Linked DNA regions of Danio rerio: region 1 is linked to region 2. The links are chromatin contacts, called in public HiCAR-type maps. All regions are on one chromosome and are shown on one strand. Each heading gives the region's core, a stretch centred on a gene start, on an enhancer-like site or on the middle of the called end of the contact. The rest is flanking DNA. Distances are from core to core; before and after follow the strand shown. Region 1 overlaps ppargc1b (peroxisome proliferator-activated receptor gamma, coactivator 1 beta). Region 2 overlaps arhgef37 (Rho guanine nucleotide exchange factor (GEF) 37).

Region 1 (6,451 bases), core at 2,319-4,818, 100 kb before region 2:
TGGGTCTGGCGGGAGCACTTTTAGCTTAGCTTAGCTTAGCATACATCTTTCAATCTGGTAAGACCATTTAAAACTTGCTCAAAAAATTAAAAAAAAAAGTTTAGATAATTTTCCTATTAAAGCATGACTCTTCTATAGTTACATCATGTACTCATTGCTATTTGAAAAGTTTCTATTTTCTAGATCGGCTAGCTCAAACATTCTGGCATAATAATCTAGGAACTTTGCTGCTGTAGCATGGCTGCAGCAGGTGCAATGACATTACACAAAGCTGTTACCTAGTAACCTAGCTAAACTTTTTTCATGTGCGAAATAGCCTATTATGTTCAATTCGTTCATTGGTCTTAGTACGTGAAGTAGGAAAAGTCAAGCTTTAAATAAGAAAATTATCAAAACTCTTTAAAAAATTTTTGAGGGAGATACTAATGGTCTATTCAACGATTTATGCCAAACTACGTCAAAAGCCCCTTTCACACATACAGACCTTTCTGGAAAATTACTTGCAAATGTCTGGAAAGGGATCATGTGTGAACAGGCCCTTTTTATAAAATACCGGTAAATTTGTTCCCGGCAATTTTCCGGAAAGAGAAGTTGTAACATTAACGGTAATTTGCTGGAATGCTGCTCTGTGTGAGCGCGTGCATGTCTAGAACATGCTGACGTGAGACATCTATTTTAGCTAATCAGAACGTTCAGATGCATCCACATCTGCGCTGTTTTTGAAAATAATATCCTTTTCAAGAGTTCACACTTAGATATTGCTTGACAACTGTTAGCAGGTTTGGCATGCTGTACTGGGAGAGAACCCTGAGCTCGGAGATAGTTAAGCCCAGGGCCCCCGCCAGATCCATAGAGCATGAGAGGGGAGTACGAGATCAGGTGGTTCTCGAGAGCTCCCCTTTTTTTAAAGGAGGAAAGGAGGAGAAAGGGGTGGATGGGGGGTTTCTTGGGAAAATGAAGATAAGGGAGTAAATCTAGCTAGGCTACTTATAGTGAGTTAGGACAGATGTGCTGCAGTCAATCATATCACGTGCTCCTCTCGAAATTAGTTTAAAAAACTTCACTTAATATTTTTTCAGACACATTTAGCTGCTAGATGTTAGCAAGATACTGTTTCTATTTTCTTTCTTAATGCCAACTGTGTAAAAATTTATCGATAAAATGCTTATGATATACTGCTGTTTGTTTACCTTCAAGCTCTGCCGCTTGTGCACGTGAAGCAGCTGGTAAACGCCAACACAAACACACATCTTATGTACCATCAACCATCAACAAAAGCCCGACCCCTTCAGCTGTTTAGAGATCATTTTGGTTAGTGATGACAGAATTTACTGGCATTTTAAAATGGATGTGCGAATGCTCTTTTCTGGAAAAATTCCGTAAAGTTTTTGCCTGTGTAAACACCGCTTTTTTGAATTACCGTAAAGTCGTTCCCATAATTTTCCAGATATTTACCGGTATCACTGTTTGAAAGTGGCTAAAGACTGTAGAGTACACAAGACATGTCATTTGTATAGTTTTGAATGGGAAAAGTCTATTAATCAATATGGTGAATGAAGCCCCGCGTACTAGTACAGAAGCCAATCATTAATTGCTTTAGACAAGGGGTCACCAATCTCGTTCCTGGAGGTCTGGTGCCCTGCAGGCTTTAGCTCCAACTTCAACACATCTGCCTGGGTGTTTCAAGTATACCCAGTGAGACCTTGATTAGCTTGTTAAAATGTGTTTGATTAGGGTTGGAGCTAAAATCCGCAGGACACCGGATCTCCAGGAAGAAGTTTGGTGACCCCTGCTTTAGACTGACGTTTCTCCGAGGAAAAAGCTCGGACCAGACGTGTACTTTTACAATTTGTTGTTCAACAAACACACTAGAATCTCTGCCAATTTTCGCTTCACAGACATAAGAAATATAACCACATAAAGCTTGAAATCTGTACTTTTAAATGAACCAAGTATTTTTTTGCACTTAAAACCAAACTTATTTTGGTTTCGTAATCTATATGAAACGTACATAAAGTACAGTCTGTCCTGTCAAATGCACATCACATGACAGTAACTACTCAAACGCCAACAAACTTCTAAACAAACAGTCTCTGTTATTTCTGGAGGAGATTCGCCATAAAGACAAAGTAGTGGATTACTGCAGAAGAGCTATATGATCAGACAGCCATTATCCAGAGGATGATAATGTCTAACAGTTTTAAATAAGGTTGGTGTCGTGATCTTGTGTGTATGTGTATTAGCTCGGGCAACCAGAAAATATGTTGATTTTGTTTGATTCGTACGTTAAGAAACAAAACTAAAGAGACAGCTGTTGTTTAATTTTATTGGTGGTTCCAAGTATGTAATGTAATTGTAAACTTGCCAAACAGTTTTGAGTTTAATGTGTGCCCATTCAGAAAGAGCATACTGCCGAGAGGCATTTCAGAGATGGCCGCCGAGTTAAATGGTTTGCCTTAAAGGGACTTTGACTGAGCTAAGATGATGCTAACATATGCTAGGCTAAATATGCTCCTGTCAGAACTGGAGATCAGCTAAATGGTAAAATTAGCCTATTTCCAAAATATGTGCTGTTGCTTAAAGCTAGAGTCATAATGAATGGATTTCCTCTCACCTTTAGCACGGGCCTCACAGGCTTGACATGCTGGTTCCTACTGCTATGACGATGAACGCCACTGTCTTTGTGCGACTCGAGGCCCACAGGCACATTAGGGGGTGTCAACAGGAGCTTTTTCAGCTGTGGAGGGAACGAGAGGTGAGGGATTAAAATTTGATCTCACATGGCGCATTTAAAACAGAGACCTTACACAAACACAGAATCTCTCAATCTCTGACGTCTGTTTATCAAGACTGTCAGTACATCTACAAAAACATTGTAAAATAAACAATACTATAGTAATTTATAGTAAGTTTTCAACCATAATACAGTAAAAAGTATTGCACTGTATAAAATACTGCATTTATAACTTCCTGTTAATTAATGCTACAAAGCACTGTAGTATTTCATATAGTAAACGTATAAACTAATAAATTCTGTACTTTTACTACAGTAAACTGTGGTGTATTGTACTTTAATACATGTTATAGTAGAAGAAAACTAAAATATTGGGTCATTTGTTTATATTACTAGTTGTTGTGTAATCATAGCAACTATAGCATTACTGCAACTTCACTATAGCACGATTCAAATATCCTTATGTTGTTTACTATAAATTACTATAGCATTACTTCAAGTTTCCTGCTGAAGGAACAAGACATTAAAATAACTGAAAGTGCGAGTCCTAAATGATCAGCGCAACTAAAGAAAGCAAAGTAAGAAGCAGAGATGTGTTGCTGAGTCCCTTAAGCGATTGTTAATGTGCCAACTTGGCAGGTCTGTCCATGTCTCTCAGTGTCCATTGAGGAAACTGAAGGGGCGCTGAGGGTTTCAGCTTCTGTGTACCAAGCCATTTTGGCATGCACCAGCCATCTATGCCATGAAAACATGTGCTCTGCTTTCTCTTTTCCTGGTGCTTCAATGCACCCCTTGTTCAGCACACAGGCTGGCCTCATTTAGGGGTTGAGGTGTAACTGTAGCCATTGCCAGCAGAGGGGGCTCTCAGCTCTTGGGTATGACAGTAATGCCCAGACTAAACTATACTGGAACAATTCCATTGTTACTCAATGATTTAACATGGTAGTGCATCTGTCTAGACTTGTAACTTCCAGGCACTTTGTTTAGAAAAATGCTGGAGTCAAAAGTGTCTGGAAATGTTTTAAAAATACAGTATATTTATGATGTATTCTAAATGTTCAATAGGTTTTTTTGTTTGTTTATTGAAAAATACTTTGATAAATAAATATACAGGTACATACACTTATATATTCCTATATCCCCTATGGTTTTAACATGTGTTAAGTGTTTTAAATGCTTTTATTTATGGTCATTAATAATATTGAATATATTTTAGTCTGAAATTTTAGTCTTCTGTGTCACATGATCCTTCATGATTTTCTGCTTAAGAAACATTTCTTAATATATTCAATATTGTCAATGTTTAAAATAGCAGTTCAGTAATTATTTTGTAGACTGTGATACATTTTAGCAGGATAACATCTTAAAAATGTTAACGTCATTTATTTCAAACATTTTGTAATGATGTAAAAGTTGTCACTGTTACATTTGATCAAATTGATTATAATTACTTTTATATAACTATGCTTTTCATATTTTTAATAAACACCTCTGGCATTGTTTTGTATAAGTCATTTATGCATTGATATAAATAAATAAATAAATAAATAAATAAATAAATAAATAAATAAATAAACAAACAAATAAATAAATAAATAAATAAATAAATAAATAAATAAATAAATAAATGAATGAATAAATTCTAATTATAACGTTCATTTCTTTAAAAAATAAAAAATCTTATTGGTCCCAAATTACTGAGCTGCAGTTTCTAAATATTACATTATCAGCATATCAAGTTGTATCAATTAATTTAATTACTGTATTATGAACAAACTCCTAAATAATAATAAATATATATTACTAAATAGGCTAATTAAAATTGGTGTTTATTTTTAGTTCAAAATATGTAAATCTGTTCATATTAACCAATCAAAGTATCTTGGTATGTAGTACATTTAACAAGTGATAGCTCTGTAAATTGTTTTGTTCAGAACATTGCTCTATGCTGCATGATTGTGCACTATAGTTTGAATGAGAAAAATAAACATTGTTTACAATTTACTCTACTGGTAATGTCAGCCCCACTGGCACCTTAAAAGTACTAGTCTCATTCTCTGAGAAATCTTCATAATTGTCCTCAATTTAAAAGGGATTTGTCTCTCTTTCGCATATATCTTCTATAATTTGTCTCTAAACACTGTAAGTTATAGCCTTTTTTGGTAACACTGCAGCAACACCAAAAGAAGACAGCGATTATCTCAGTAATCAGACGGTTCCCTTTCATGGGCAATAAACAATGCATTTCTAGAACAATGTGAATTGTTAAGCTATTGAATGAAATGTGAGACATTACTGTAAGTGCTACCAATCTCTATGGAAAAAATTAAATCACAAAACACACATCACAAACTGGAAAAACAGCAACAACACACTACAGCTTATGCCAACCAATTGTTCAGCATTAAACAAGAAAGCAGTGGGAAAAAAGGGGGGAAAAGACAAGAGTAGAATAGGAAAGCTGTCCAACGGGTAATAACTGTTATAACTGGTTTCACAACATACACAGATTAAATTGTTGGGGTTTGTGAGCTGAAAGGGACAGATAACAACAGCATTTTGTTCCAGGAAGTGGCGTTTTAGGAAAGAGATGAGCAAGAGAGAGTAGGGTTCTCCCATAAAAGGTGGGAAAAGGGAGCAAAAAGCAATTCTGCAGAGGTCCGTTTTGTCACCTGGAGGATTCAGAAATCTGGGAAGTAGATAAAAGCATTCCCTTAAAAAAGTACCATGGTATAACCATGTTTGCTGGACACTAATATGCTGGTAATGCCATGGAAACAACTAGTGTTCAAATTTTTAATTCAAGTTGGCAAGATTTGTAATATTTCATTGACACTAATGCCAAATTTAGCTGATAAAATTAAAAAATATCTCATTTTAATTTTTAAAATGTTATTTATTCGATGTCACATGATCATAAAAATCATTCTAATATGCAGATATGGTCCACAGGAAACATTTTTAAATAACTATCAATGTTAAATAAAAAATAAAAAAACATTATGCTACTTGTAGGCATGGGACGATAACCAGTTTCAGTATCTCCAGCAAAAAATATTTCCATGATGACTTTTAATTTAAAAAGAAATCAGTGTTTTTGAAACTAACAAAGACAGCAGAGGTCAATGATTTATTTGAATTATTTAGTCAGACATGTTTCCTGCTCCAAAATATCTCAAAATAAAATGTATTGTGTTCAGAGGGGAAAACGTTTTGGTTTTTATTACCCAGACATTTAAAAAGAACTTATTTTAGAGCAGTAATCACAATACCCTAATATATTGATATAATATATTGATACCCTAATATAGTGATATTATTATCCAAGGTTTTCATACCCTCAAAATCTTATACCGGCCCATGCCTTGCTACTTAATATTCTTGTGTTAGCCATTTTTCAGGATTATTTGATTATCTATTGCCATGGAATATACCAAAGTGTCCATTTTTTGCCATCTGAAGACATCACTGTGCCATGGTACCGCCACAGTACTTTCTTATAAGGCTGAGAGAAAGATAAGAGGAGTGGGATGAGTTGGAAAATGAAAAGCTAGAAAAAAGCCGAAGCAAAAAGATCCACATAAAGTGTGTCCACGTTCTCCACATCCTTGCCTGTGGAGAGGATTCTTGTTAGATCGGTTGCTTAAAAAAGAAACAAAAAAAGCCCAAAATGAGAAAAATTCAGACCTGTGTTGCCTATCATACCCATGCTGTGGG
Region 2 (6,715 bases), core at 4,150-6,649:
TTGAGATTGGAGTAAAAGACTAACACGCAAAAGACTAACACGCAAAAGTATCACACATGAAATAACAATATTTTTATATATTTATAGTTGCTATTTTTTTCCTTGGGGGAGAGGGGGGGTAAATTATTGCAAATGACAAGATATCGCCCATCCCTAGAATGACGAAGAGGCTACTTTAACCCTTAAAGACCGAGACAGCCGCCCGCGGTTAAAAATAAGTATTGCTCTTAAATGTTCAATAACTTTTGATCCGCTGATCCGATTCATACAATTCAAAGATTGGCATAAAGAAGAGAATCTCAGCTTTCCAGTGCTGTATCACATAACATTCGCGGACTTTCAGAGGCTCCGGAATCAGTGCGGTTACGTCATCAAAATTTGACAACGCTGATTTGACAAAGAAACGCTCGTCACTGTGTCTCCGGACAAACCAGACATCATACATTGATGCATTGTCCCTCCTCCATGCCCAGATTGGTTCAAACTCGCTATATCACAACCAATAAGCATAGGTTTCGCTTTTGTTTGTGGATCAACAAGCTTTTTGAACAACACGGAATGAGAGATAGGCATACATTTATGCGCGGCTAAATAAAACGCAAAAAAACATGTTTTGCATGAAATAATTTTCATACTAAGTACTTTTGCATGCACAGCAGCACAGAAACATGACAAAACAGTGACACAGCAAAGACGAACTGCTGCTTTTGCTGTTTTCAAAAGACGCAAATGAAGGTGCAGCTGTTTGTCTGCATTGCAGACAACCATATCCAAATCCATATCCACAGACAACCATATCCATGCTGGCACATAAAACCTAAGGATGTTCCATATTGAATCTAGTTTCGTTATGTAACTATTTATGGTATAGTAAATATTTATATCTATTTTTTTACTGAGGATTTGCACCATGTTTATTTGGACTTTGACACATTATTTATTATTTTCTTATTTTTTTATTTGTTCATTGTAAGTGGTGTTGTTTATAGTAACTGAAAATATATTATTTGGAAAAAGTCAAATTTGCTTCACTGTTCTATTATTTTGTAACATTTTTTTTTCTGTTTAGTTCATTCCCAGAACTTTTGGGCAAATACATTGTCAGTAAATAAATGCATTTTTTTCCCCCATAGAAAAACGCCTTGGAATAACATTGAAATAAATTGCTATAACTTGCTCAGGGAATTGTGGATGTAGACAAAATTTATTTTGGAAGTATAAAACATCATAGCATGTATTTCTAAAGAAAGAAAAACAAACTTCATAAGGTTTTGTTTGAAATAACTGGAAAATGCCACTTTTTTTAAAAATCGTTTCTGGAAAATTCTGGAATATTTTCTGTCTTTTCATATGTTTTTGGACCAAAAAATATTTTAGACTGGACCTTTAAATGATACAGATTGAAACTTCAGGTTCTCCTGTTTAAAATGATATATGACACTTGAGGCTGACTGCTAAAATAAAAATAAAACTGCTTTTTAAAAAAATAATAATATAGGCCCATTAGGTGCCCACAAAATACCTCTAGGTCTTTAAGGGTTAAGTGTGAAATGCTGCATGTAGATATATGTTCCAGATCAAAGCATTCAAGTTGAATGCATATGACCTTCACAATGTATAAATAAGTGGCAGCTTGTGCGTTGAGGATCGGATAGCAGCGATAAAGTAGATGATCGAATTTCCAAAGGGCACATGTGCCACAACTAGAGCACTTGTGAACATGACCCCATAGACATACATGTACACAAACCCTTTCCCACACTTTACTCCAATGCTCAAAGTTCTCCTCCCCCCTGTTGATGCCTGACATCATTGACATTCTAGGCCAGCAGTGTTTACAAGAGCTTGAACAGGATGAGCAAAGGGAGGTGGAGAGATCTGAGAGAGACAAGAACCTATAGAGTATGGTTAGGTCTGAATAAAAACAGAGGCAGAATGAAGCAGCAATAAACCGGGTTCTCTTACCTGGAACTCACACTTACAAAAAAGAAATTTTTAGGATTTATGGAAGTGAAAGATCAACAGTTTATGTAGGTCAACATGTAAACAGTTAACAGCAGCCCTAAAAATACACATTCATCTCTATATGCCAATATGATGTCCATTATACTTGGTCGTTTTATAACGCGACAAGATTTATAATTGAGAAATGCCAAGACTTTCCATGTCGTAACCTATAAATACGCATGTTCGTCTGGGCAAGAAATCTCAAACCTCAACCTTTGAACTTAATAAGCTTAGAGTTCAGTTCTATAAACAGCTGCGTGATCTGTTGAGTCTACATTCCCTCTTCACACCGATAGGCTTGGAGGTCACCGAAGGAGGTTTCTGAAAGTCACCGCCGCATTTTTGGAGTGGGAACGCACGAAACTTGCAGCTCACATGCAAACTTGTAGCATAAAATGCGAGCTATCTTGGGTCCCCCATAATGAGGGGCTCCTGCTGGGCCTCGAGTTCAAGCCAAGATCAGCTTCAGGTGAGGTTCAAGCTGGCTGTGCTAAAGATCAGCAGACTGCCATAACACAATCACGACACCCAGACCAAAAAGTTACTAAATACAGTCATGGTATTAAGCTGGACAAGGCCAGTCTATTTCTACACATTAACTTACATGACCTGCTTGATATTAGCCTGCAGGATGCTTTGCGGCAAGGATTCCTTGTTGTGTCTATGTATACAGTTGAGGTTACAATTATTAACCCTCCTGAGTAATTAACCCCGGTATATTTTTCCCCAATTTCTGTTTGAGGGAAAGAATTTTTTTTAACACATTTCTAAACATAATAGTTTTAACAATTTAACTTTTATCTTTGCCATGATGACAGTACTTAATATTTTACTAGATTTTTTCAAGATACTATTATTCAGCTTTAAGTGAAAATTAAAGCTTAACTAGATTAATTAGGGTAATAGGCAGGTTAGGGTAAATAATAAAATTAATAAAAAGACAATAAAATAAAATAAAAAATAAATACTAATAAATTTTTTTTTAAAACTGCTTTTACTCTAGCCGAAATAAAACAAATACAGGGTTTCAGCAGGTTTCACAAAGTTAAACGTAAGACGTTTTAGGACATTTTAAAGAACATTGTGATTGAAAGTTTAGACTTATACAGAGCTAAATGCTAAGGATTTTTTTGGGGGGAAATATCCCAGTAAGAAAATATTTTCACTTGACCTATCAAAAAAATATACAAATTTAATACATTTAATAAAACCATAATAATTTGGTTTGAATATTATTTTTATTCATTTTCAAGTATATCCACTCCCAAATCCTATAACCCTTACCAAGATTAGCACAAAACATAGCTTCCAATTACTTCAGTCCACAATAATAATAATAATAATTTAATATTAAAAAAATACATCTGGTCAGTATCCTCAGCAGTAAATAAATGGAGCACTTTTAAGCAAATGTTACTATATGGAAAGTAATTAAATGCTTTTTTTTTGATAAAAAGATACAAGTTTTATTGAGATTGGGATTGTTGGTGATTGTTTGATTGTTAATGGCCAGATTGAGCAGCTATGAACAAAGGACAATTAAGACCTGTTAAAAAAAAGATTTAAGACCTACAACACAATATTTCAGTAGATTTAAGACTTTTTAAGGTCTAAATTTAGGTTTTGAGATTTTAAACATTTAAAGACTTTTTAGGACCCTGTGGATACCATGAAATAAGGAAAATAATTAAATTACTATGAAAATTTCCTTGCTCAATTAGTTGAAAAAGAAAAAAAGCAGGGCTATAATAATTTTGACTTCAACTTTTCAACTTCAACAAAGTCACTTGCCGTTATATTGCCATATATAACAATTGTAATATACATTTAACAAATAATATGACATTTTATTATGCAGTTTTCTATAGTTGGGGTTCCCAAACATTTCAGCCCATGATCCTCAAAATCAAAATGCCAGTGACTCAAGACCCCCAATATCCTCTGAGGTGATTATAAATATATAAACCTTGCACACAATGGTGCACACATATCAATAGGCCCAAGTTTATTCATCATATACTTTTGAAGAACCCCAATTGCGCAGAATATCCTCCATGCTCATTTGTGGCCTTTATTTATTTTTTATGTATGTGAGTGCCGTAAAGGTGTCAGAAAGTTTAACCGGTGCCATAAAATCAATGTGTGGTGTCTTTAATATAACGTAATCACCCCAGGGGTCGCAAAGTAATTGAAGAGCAGACGGCTTTTCATTCACATGTTGTTGTTTTTAATGTAAAACTAGATTAATAAAATCAATTAGATTTTTGGATTTCACCAAGCGATCTCACCCATTTTGTTTTAAAGCCGTTTAGACATTTTGAACAATGAAGGTGATAAAATTGTAACAATATAATATTGTGTTATTAAAATATTCATTTAGGAATGTATACCACATATTTATAAATATATCTTATATGTCTTTATTAAATATTCTCACGGAGGCATAAATTAATTATTTTTCTATTAATTAGTAAAGCCTAAAACCATCTAATTGTAAAAATTTTACTACTTAAAATAAATTAATGTTATTTGAAAAAAAGCCAAAAAAACTGGTTAGCTTGCTGAAATAAATGTAAACATTAAACATGCAAAAAAAAAACACACATCATATTTTACACACCATATATTTATGCATTCAAAAATAAATATGCACCTGGAGCATTAAATGTCGCAAGTTTTACTTATGTACAGATATTCATTCTTAGAAAGCGAGTAACCAATATTCATTCAATTTCTTTTCGGCTTAGTCCCTTTATTAATCAGGAATCGCCACAGTGGTATGAACAATCTACTTTTCCAGCATATGTTTTACACAGCAAATGCCCTTCCAGCCGCAACCCAACACTGAGAAACACCCATACACTCTTGCAGTCACATAAATACATTATGGCCAATTTAGCTTATTAAATTCCCCTATACCGCATGTCTTTGGACTTATGGGGGAAACCGGAGCACCCGGAGGAAACCCACACGAACACGTGAAGAACATGCAAACTCCACACAGAAACACCAACTGACCCAGCTGGGGCTCGAACCAGCGACCTTCTTTCTGTGAGGCGATCGTGCAATTTAATATGAATTCAGTTCAATACCACCAAGACATTAACTCACAGAAATGAGGTTTACAGTAGACTTCCTGCATAACCCCCTGCTGCACAGCTTATCCTCCTTATACACACTCAAACAGACTAGATCTAACGCAGAAAGCCAGTATGCGACGATAGCTTTGCTTGTCCTTCAACTAGGAAATGTTTCAAACAATGTAATGTTGTGATAGCTAAATAATACATCTAATTACCACAGCATTTCCCCATGGCTCTTGTCCTGAGACAGCCAGCAGGGCCAGGACGCGATTTGATGTAATCTGAGAGACGCCACTTCCCTCCATCTGCAGTAACCAAAATCTCCGAAAGAGGGAGCCACAGAGGGATCCTGCCGACAAGAGAGCTATTTTTAGACCTTTGAATAGAGAAATGTATTTATAGAGCTTTGAGTTCTGTCGCATAGAGAGAGGAAGCGCTAGCTGTAGGGGTTCAGTGCATCAAAGCCGCGCTGACAAGCAGCTTTTAACGGAAACAGGAGCGATTGACAGGCGGCGCTCTTTCGGACGGAGAACCGCAGCATCTCTGCTCTGCCTGCAGCATGACAAAACACAGCCATCATCATCAGCCCCGCCGTGACATTTGCACACTCTCGGAGGAATAGATGCACTTGGGCTAAAAGCAGCCTCGAATCCAATGCATATCTCCGAAATAAACCTCCGCATGCAGGCAGCAGACAGAAATACTCCCTCAAACACGTCAGGGGTTTAATCTGCTGCTGCGTAAATAGAGCATTCAGAGGTCAATCAGAGAACTTCAGCCAAAGCTGCTTGCTGCTTTCCATGAATAACAACAGTATCTCATTTACACTTCTATAAACATGAAGATGGATAAAAGGTACGACGGTTCAATTTAATAAGAGATTGGACATTTAAATTAAATAAATATCTTTTCAAAGTGATACGTGCATGCTATATTTGGTTGGCTGTACACAAGCCGGAGGGGAAATGCCTCCCAATGGATCCCTGTTAAGGCAGTTATGAGGATCAAATGAATAATATATGATTCTGTTTGGAGGATTAAATCCAACACTGTAAGGTAACGTCTTTCACAGAGGGCGTTGGTGCCTCTTGTGGACAGCAGACGCAACTGCACGCACGTGAGTTTTTGACAGACACTGCAGTAAGTCATCTGCACTAGCTCTGTCTGGAATATTTCAATGTGGGTCGAGTCCTTCATCGCAGAGGTTACGAGGTCACCAACTGCAGAACAGTGGAGTTGGCAAAACTGAATGTGCACGTGAGCAATAACAATAGCTTAAAATTCAATGCGATTACAGTGTCTTCAATATCCACCATATGCAGCAGCTCTGAAAGAGTATTTGGACACTTAAAACACTATTTAAAGTGTGTGGATGACAAATTAAAATGCATGAATGCCATTACATAGCTGATTATTTATGTGTTAGATACAAACAAGCTGTGTATTTTTATTAGGCGTGAACTGCTAATGGTGGACAACTAGAAAGTTCCACAATTATTTTTAGTCATCATCAAATATAGATTCTCTTTTATTCCAGTAAGTAATAAAATAAAATTTGATATAAAAATAACATGTCATATCATTTAAAGAAGCTATATGTAAGAATGTATGCATTCATCAATTTT

What was found. HiCAR-type assays count read pairs that join an accessible place to other places.
Region 1: a HiCAR-type map of caudal fin shows a contact between it and region 2, with 8 times the contacts expected there. The contact joins two enhancer-like sites. A contact is called at or near these places in 7 of 18 Hi-C or Micro-C datasets (caudal fin, embryo, fibroblasts and 2 more) and 2 of 4 datasets of contacts at active chromatin or transcription factors (caudal fin and embryo).

The regions. Positions count from the first base shown.
Region 1 is chr14:29,247,813-29,254,263 of GRCz12tu, reverse strand. It overlaps ppargc1b (peroxisome proliferator-activated receptor gamma, coactivator 1 beta), which reads right to left. Exons shown (of 12, transcript XM_073921837.1): 3 at 6,422-6,451; 4 at 2,615-2,737. Among named protein-coding and RNA genes, the nearest start is that of ppargc1b, 43 kb to the right of the region's middle. Within about 2 kb of position 3,568, at least 7 of the 62 cell types and tissues checked have an H3K27ac peak or open chromatin away from gene starts, as enhancers often do. A contact at or near this core is called in caudal fin, where this site is marked.
Region 2 is chr14:29,148,160-29,154,874 of GRCz12tu, reverse strand. All of the region lies in intron 12 of arhgef37 (Rho guanine nucleotide exchange factor (GEF) 37), which reads right to left. Among named protein-coding and RNA genes, the nearest start is that of arhgef37, 48 kb to the right of the region's middle. Within about 2 kb of position 5,399, at least 40 of the 62 cell types and tissues checked have an H3K27ac peak or open chromatin away from gene starts, as enhancers often do. A contact at or near this core is called in caudal fin, where this site is marked.